2 separate regions of the Mus musculus genome follow, and region 2 is linked to region 1. Evidence: chromatin contacts called from public HiChIP or PLAC-seq data. All regions are on one chromosome and are shown on one strand. The core of a region is the stretch at or near the end of the contact, and the rest is flanking DNA. Distances in the headings are between cores, read along the strand shown. Region 1 holds the start of Ssbp1 (single-stranded DNA binding protein 1). Region 2 has its middle 9.1 kb from the start of Clec5a.

Evidence for each region. HiChIP or PLAC-seq counts read pairs in DNA pulled down with a chosen protein or histone mark.
Region 2: a contact with region 1 is called in an H3K27ac HiChIP or PLAC-seq map of microglia, with 4 times the contacts expected there. The contact joins the enhancer-like site here to the promoter of Ssbp1 in region 1. A contact is called at or near these places in 3 of 39 promoter capture datasets (the C10 cell line, macrophages and neutrophils), 1 of 484 Hi-C or Micro-C datasets (erythroblasts), 6 of 115 datasets of contacts at active chromatin or transcription factors (the HPC-7 cell line, bone marrow-derived dendritic cells, bone marrow-derived macrophages and 2 more) and 3 of 9 other capture datasets (adipose tissue, liver and pancreatic islet).

Annotation. Positions count from the first base shown.
Region 1 is chr6:40,469,720-40,473,698 of GRCm38.p6, reverse strand. Ssbp1 (single-stranded DNA binding protein 1) reads right to left here and starts at 2,284. Exons shown (of 6, transcript NM_028358.2): 1 at 2,240-2,284; 2 at 1,566-1,628. The coding sequence starts at 1,589.
Region 2 is chr6:40,592,914-40,596,892 of GRCm38.p6, reverse strand. No RefSeq gene overlaps it. Among named protein-coding and RNA genes, the nearest start is that of Clec5a, 9.1 kb to the right of the region's middle. Within about 2 kb of position 1,897, at least 49 of the 459 cell types and tissues checked have an H3K27ac peak or open chromatin away from gene starts, as enhancers often do. A contact at or near this core is called in the HPC-7 cell line, bone marrow-derived macrophages, erythroblasts and 3 more, where this site is marked.

The DNA of each region.
Region 1 (3,979 bases), core at 1,035-3,534:
CAGGGATCCCCCACACGGGAAAAAAAAAGGGACTGGCAGGCAGGCCAAAGAATTCTTTTAGGACCTGCGGGCACTGCAGGCTTCAGGCAGTGGCTGAGGGTGATGCTGTTTTTGTCTGTCACTCTCACTGTTAGTGAGTTAGAGAGTTAGAACTTCTCACACTCACTTTCAAGGACATTCTACCATATAAGAAGGGTCATTTCAACTGGTCCGTGAGAGCTGCTGTGTTCGTAATTTCCAGTTATGCAACTTCTCCATGCAAATGAAGGCAGAGACAGGCTACAACTCTGAGGTGACAGGTTACCACATTATGATTTCTAAACCTAGCTTTTTAAAAATTCCAATTGGGACCTCTTTCCTTCCCTGGTCTTTTAATACCGGCCTTCTCTCTCCATACCACTCAAATGAACACCTTTTCCTGGAGTGATTTTAGCTATATACTATCACTAAGAATAAATATAAGAATAAGATGTTACACGATACAGGACCAAAATGCTACTCAGTTCCTTTGTCACGATCACAGAAAATACTAATGTGACAGATTCAGAAGAGCCAGTGTTCATTAAATGTTATAAAATAACAATATGCCTCATCTTAGGAACATACACATAATCTAGTAGAAAAGAAGAAATAGGGAGAGGATTATTTCAATACCCTCAAAATGCAAACTTACTTCCCATTTGGTTTAAAAAGATACTATAGTATAACTTCAATTTTAAAAGGCTCAGAGTATGTGTGGATTACAGTAAGGAGCTAAGGATAGACCAACTTAAGAGTAGGATGGGGAAGACAACAGACTTTTATAACGAATTTGACTCATTAGTCTTAAGAGGAGAAGAAAAGTAATAGATTTTACATTAGGAGAATTTACAAGACTTGGTACCCACGTGCCACACTGAGGAAAAATGGTAATTAAGGCCTGCTTAAGGCTGGCTAGAGTAGAGGACACCCGACTAGATTGCAGAATGGTCATGAATTTGTGGCAAGAAGTGAGCTCTGCTCTCTGGATAGCAAGATGGGAGTGGGGAGGAGAGGGGCCAGAAGGTCATAAAAGACCAGAGCCATATGGGACAAGGTTAGAAGAAATCAGGTGCGATGGGGCAGGCCTGAAATACCATCGGTGACAAAGTAGAAGCAGGAGGAGGAAGGTTCTTGGTCATCTCAGCCTAACAGTGAGTCTCAAGATAGTCTTAACTATGAGTGGCTGTCTCAAAAACAGCAAAACAAAAATGATAATAATAACTTACATAATTAAATGAATACTCTGATCTAAGCACTGGTAACAAATATTTACTAAATTAAATTCATGAGGTGTACTACATATGCGAATACACTTTAAAAATCATTTTTGATTCAGTAAACATTATGAGCTTCACACACACATAAACACACACACACACAAAATCCCTTCTGAATCTCCCACATCAAATAAACACATAGAACACGCTGGATAGGCGTAAGAATCTCGTGCTTATGTATGCAAAATCGAAAAGCAACAAAACAAAACATGGCTATAGACTATGGAAACACGGTTGGAGCACTCACTAATGTAGAAAAGTGACTACCTGTAACACAGGTCTTCGAAACATGGCTTCTGTTTTTCTTACAACCTAATCTTTAGGCTTTTCCTAAAGGAAAGAAAGAAAAGAGAAAAATGATAAATCAAGAAACTACAGTATCCATCAAGAACACACATGCTCTCTAGTCCTAAATCCTAAGCGCGTCCAGCTTCTCGTGCACCCAATTTGCAACCGCATTTTTTGCACGTGTGGGGAGTTCCTTTCTTTTTGAAAACAAAAACTGAGCGAGACAAAAGAAACTCTGTGGTTCTGGGTCTCAACCAGCAGAAAAGAGGGGAAAAACCTGTTCTCACTTGCAATCCATTGTCTGCTAGATTTCTTTACAATAGAAGTTGTCTCGGACATTTTTTTTTCCAACTTGTTCTGTTATTCTAGACCCCTAAAACTGTCTCTACAAACAGTGCGGGCACAGTAAACGCTACTCCGAAAGGACGCAAATCAGTGCCTTCGTCCCCGTTAGCGCTGAGTAAGCCCGGCTCCCCAGCCTCGCCGCGGGGGCAAGAGGCTGCTCTTCCCCCAAAGTGGCGCTCGCGAGCAGCACAGGGAACGGCGGGGGACACTCGGACTCCAGCGAGGAGCCGCACAACTCCTCCCGAGCCCCGCACGCGCCCGTGCACTCGGGAAACACAACTTCGTGCCAGCCTTCTCCCCTCCCTCACCGGACACGCAGAGCCCGACCGCCAGCGGCTCGCTTCCGGCGCACGGAGCCCGCAAAGCTCGCGAGATGCAAGGAAAGACAGGAAATCTCTGAAGTGCGTCGTTGAAATGCCGCCGGCTGATGTCGCCGGAAACACGACCCCTCAATTTAGAAGTGCCAGGAACTTCTGTCCAGGCGGAAGTGGGCGGATCAACGATGCCACCTGTGGGTAGTTTTACGATTTTGGTTTTGTTTTTTTGTTGTTTGGTTTGGTTTAGTTTGGTTGTTGGGGTTTTTTGTTTTGTTTTGTTTTTCCTGATCTCCACCCTCGCTCCGGTAGTGGCCCCGCACTGGCTAACCAAACTCTGGCCAGAACTCTATTCCCAGCCCTAAATTGAAATTATTTGATGTTCCCAGCCTGGGAAAGGGAGTGAGGTAGGTGAAATAAAACATATTTGAGCCCCTGGAGGAACTAAAACCGACACAAGTCTCCTAATGCAGTAAGACTGAAGAATTAATTGCTGTCAAAACCTCGGTGATCTAGATATGTTAACATGTTAAGTCAAAAAATTCAAGAAACACGTGAGGAGCAAAATTTTTAACATCTTTATTAAGTACCGGTCCCAAACTGTGCCTAAGGCACAAGAGAAATGCGCCCTTATATTATGTATTTGTATATATGTTTTCCCTAAAACATTAAAAGTTTATGAAATTCCAAAACATTTTGAAGAAGTGTTAAAAGTCAAAACGTTGCTTTATTTTAAAGCAAAGTGTAATTAAGATTTTACTTTTATAGAAAGAAACTGATCAGTATTTTTTAGATTTTTTTTTTTCATTTTGTGTTTCAATTCTACATCTTTGGCAGTTATTCTAGATGGAAAAGCTTAAAAGAAAGAAAGAGAGAGAGAGAGAGAGAGAGAGAGAGAGAGAGAGAGAGAGAGAAAGAGAAAAGAAAAAAGACACTGTCTCGCTGTGTATCCCTGGCTGGCCTGAAACTTGGATCTCATGTAGACCAGACCAGGCTTGTCTCTAACTCCCAGAGATTCCCCTTGCTGCATCTACCTCCCTAGTGCTGTGATTAAAGGCATGTGCCATCACATCCAGCACTCAGTGACAGTCTTAAACAATCTCAAGTAACTTAAGCTTGTTGATCTTGTATTTGGTAATATCATGTTCATAGTAAAATTTCTTAGTTTTAACATTTCCAAAATACTGCATTGAGACATCTTTTCTTTTGATTGCTGACTTTCTTTTGCTCCTCTAAATCCTATGTTGTTTACCCTAATCCTGGCCCTAGTGAAGTAACGCACTTATGAATCCTACAAATTAAGGAACCCAAGGCAACAAGATTCAGTGGGGCTCCAGTGTTAGACAGAAGGGAACTCCAAACCATTCAAACAGACACACTGCCTCCTAAGGTCCATTCTTTCTGATTTTAGGAGGGGGGGGGGTCTGAATTATTGTCTGGCTCACTAGTGACGCCTTTATAGATGTTTACTTCCCTGTACTTTTACCTTTACAAAGTTGATTTCCTGAAATAACGAGGCACTGAATTGGACAGGGACACACACACACACCCTAGTAATAAGAAGACATCCCACCTGCTACATTAGTTCAATGGTTTCCTCTTTATGAGCTTTGGAGGCAAGACAAAGGAAAAACAAAGTTGCTCCTTTTCCTCCAGAGAGAAATCCCGCCCGCCCACCTCGCAAGCTTTGTTTCAGTGGTCCCAGACTTGAACTGTGGAGTAAATCTTAACTCT
Region 2 (3,979 bases), core at 648-3,147, 120 kb before region 1:
AGAATTACAGAGACAACTGGGCCCAGGGTTGCTCACAAAAACTGAAGCACCAACCAAAGAGCATGCATGGGCCGAACTTAGGCCCACTACACATATGTAGTAGATATGCAGCTTGGTCTTCATGTGAGTACCCTAAAAATTAGATTGGGGTCTATCTCTGACTCTGTTGCCTGCTATTGAGTCCCCTTCTCCTACTTGGACTACCTGGTTGGGCCTCAGAGGGAAAGGATATTTCCAATCCTACTGGGACTTAGATGTCCCAGGGTGGGGTGGTACCCAAGGATGTGTCCCCTTCTCTAAGGAGAATGGGAGGTGGTAATGAGGAGGGATTTCTAATGGCAGGACTGGGAGGAAAGGAGGGAAGGGGGCTATGATCAGGATGTAAATGAATAAAAATATATAAATTACTGATAAAAAACAAGTAAGCATGCTTACTTTTTCTTCATCACTATAAAGTCATCTTTTCACTGTTTTTCAGCCTAGAGGACTTTTGGATCTTCTGCCTTCCTGCTTGTAATGTAATAGCTGTCTTCAAAATAATTTAGTTTTCAGCAACTTGACCATGAACTGTGTAGATATGAGTTCCTTTGTATAGATCCACTCTAGAGTTTGATGACCTTCCTGGATCTACAACCTGAGTTAATAAAGTCTTGATGACCAAACCCAGGCCTCACATGAGCTTTAAAAATGTTTTACTTCTGAGCAGTATCCCTAGCCAATTCAGTACAAAAGTCTTAATGTATATAGGCTGAACTGACCTCAAAGATGGCTTATTCTGATGATTTACCCATTGTATGAGTCTAGACTATTCTCTCCAACACAAATTGTTGCATCATCTTGATCTTCAATTCAGTGAAGAATTAAAACTGAATTACTCAAGGATTTGAAAAGATAACAACATTGACTTTGTCTTCTGTTTTACCATCACTCACATGGGGGTTGTTCTCAGTCATGAAACTTACTTTTTCTTTCTAGGCCTCTTTAAAAGATTCTTAAGAGAAAATGTCTCAGTGTATCTATCCCCATCTCAAACTTTATGTCCTCAGGCATTTACTAGGAAAACCTTAAGGAAGGGATGGTGCAATGGCAGAATTGTAACTGAGTGGGCAGAGGGACTCCAGTTTGGCCCTCACTGGGCACAGAGACTAATCAGACACAGTCAGTACTTGATTTTTAGCTCAGAAATATATACATACTTACAGACAACAATAAAATAATGATAGGGTGCATTTAATTAGGTGTCCAAATATTAGCATAAGCAAAACATGTGACAATAGTTTGGATTAGAATTTACATAAATGATGTGGAATAAAAGGTTTAGATGAATGAGCAAAGCCAATGTTTAACTGAGACTTCTCATATTAGTGGTTATCACAGAACCTAAGATAATGAAGTGACATTATTATGACAATTATTTTATAAAGACTCACATGACAATGTTGTGTGGGATTAGTTTGAAAGAGTGAAGGCAAAGTGTTTGGTCATTTGCACCTCAGTCATAATCAAAAGAGACAAATTTCCTGTTTCAGGATGTGGGAGTGGAAATAGAGAAGTAGTAGATGACTGTCCGGTCTGTGTTCATTCAGAGATGATGCACCTAACCCTCAAGAGACTAGAAGCCCCAGGGAGTTTAGAGGTCAGGTGGGGTCAGGGGTGGGGACCTCCACATGGAGACAGGGGGTGAGGAGGAAGTGTGGGATGTGGAACAGTCAAAGGGAGAATGGGAGTGGGGGATAAAACATGGAATGGAAAATAAATAAATAAATACATCAAATAAAAAGAAAGGAAAGATCTAAGAATGCTTTGGAAATGCATCATCATCTAGTGTCTAGAGAGTGGTCAGCAGAGAAGGAATTAGCATGGCTGATTCATTGCTGGGTGCTGCTATGATGCAATCATCAGTAAGAAACGAAGAAGTTGAAAGAGGTTTCTTCCCTCCAGCTTTGAGGAAATGCTAGTGTACCTTAGGACTTACTACAACAGGGTTGACAGCAGATCCAGGTTTAGAAACGAGGAGTGCCTGATTCACATTAGATGTCAGATCTAAAACTGGACTCATAATCAAAAGAAATTTGTCTTTACAAATGTAGGTTTGGGGTTAGGTTATAAAGGCAGAAGGAAAATATTGGCAATGTTGGAAGAGGCCATTATAATTATTATTATTGTTGTTGTATATTTTATTTATTTACATTTCAAATGTTATTCCCTTTCCCAGTTTCCCCTCTGGAAAACCCCTGTCCCACCCTCCCTCTCCCTGCTTCTATTAGGGTGCTCCCCCACCTGCTCACCCACTCCTGCAATTCCCCTACACTGGGGGGCATCAAGCCTTCACAGGACCAATGGCCTCTCCTTCCATTGATGTCTGACAAAGCCATCCTTTGCTACTATGCAGCTGGAGCCATGGGTCCCTCCATCTGTACTCTTTGGTTGGTGGTTTAGTTCCTGGGATGATACTGCTGTTCTTCCTATGGGTTGCAAACCCCTTCAGCTCCTTCATTCCTTTCTCTAACTCCTCCACTGGGGATCCCGTGCTCAGTCCAATGGTTGGCTAAGAACATATGCCTCTGTATTTGTCAGGCTCTGGCAGAGCCTCTCAGGAGACAGCTATATCAGGGACCTGTCAGCAAACACTTCTTGGCATCTGCAGTAGTGTCTGGGTTTGATGACTGAATATAGGATGGATCCCTAAGTGGGGCAGTCTCCAGATGACTTTTCCTTCAGTCTCTGCTCCACACTTTGTCTCCATATTTCCTCCCTTGGGTATTTTTTGCCCTTCTAAGAAGGACTGAAGCATCCACACTTTGTTCTTCCTTCTTCTTGTATTCCAAGCTTTGGGCTAATGTTCACTTATCAGTATACCGTGTGTGTTCTTTTGTGACTGGGTTACCTCACCAAAAGCTAGAAAACAATCTTCTTCCAAGAAACCCAAAAGAAGATAGCCACACAAACATAATTCCAACAACAAAAATAACATGAGGCCATAAAGTCTTGAGAAGATCAGGTGAATGAGAGATTACAGGGAGAGTTGGGTTTTCATGTATTTTTTTTCTTTGTTTCTTTCTGTTTTTTTTTTTGTTGTTGTTGTTTGTTTGTTTGTTTGTTTGTTTTCCCTTACCACATATCCTGCCTAAGGGTGGCTGTTTGTCCTTACATACCACTAGTATCCTGCCCTTTACCATATTTAATAGCTCATTCTAGACCCATAGATATCCATTCCTGAGCCCTTTCTAACTTAATCTGAGAAAAGGCTCTAGTTCATGAAGTCCATCCGATCCTTATGACCATGCTCCCTGTCATGATGCTTTGCACACACAGGAGTGAGCAGAGACCAGAGGCCTAGTTTGATTTGCCTTCTGATTTTACAGAGACCCAGTTATATCTTAACCCACTTTGCTTTGTGTGTTTTGGTTTTTGTTCACTTTGTTTTGTTTTGCCATGAGGCTGAATGCTGACCCTAGAGCCTCACACAGGCTTGGCCATGTGACCGGCCACAGAGCCACATCTCCAGCTGCATCTTCACCTAGTTTAGTTTACACTGTTTCTTTTGTTTCTTTTCTCTGGGGCTGAAGATTGAACCCTGAACATATTAACTGAGCCCCATCCCCAGCTGCTTCTTCATCCACTTTGATTTAAATCTACAACCACTTCTATTCCATGGACCACTATGTCCCTGTCCCTTAAATTTGCTTGAAGCTATAACATTGCTTTCAAAGACCTGTGATAAAGTAGGTGTTACAAAACTACTTGGGTGGGACAGCTAAGTCTATGGACAGACAGACAAGGGAAGGAATAAACATGCAAGTCTACTATGGATTAAGAAAACAACAGTCTTTAAGAATTAGAATCCTGAGATTCCACCTCACACCAGTCAGAATGTCTAAGATCAAAAATTCAGGTGACAGCAGATGCTGGCGAGGATGTGGAGAAAGAGGAACACTCCTCCATTGTTGGTGGGATTGCAAGCTTGTACAACCACTCT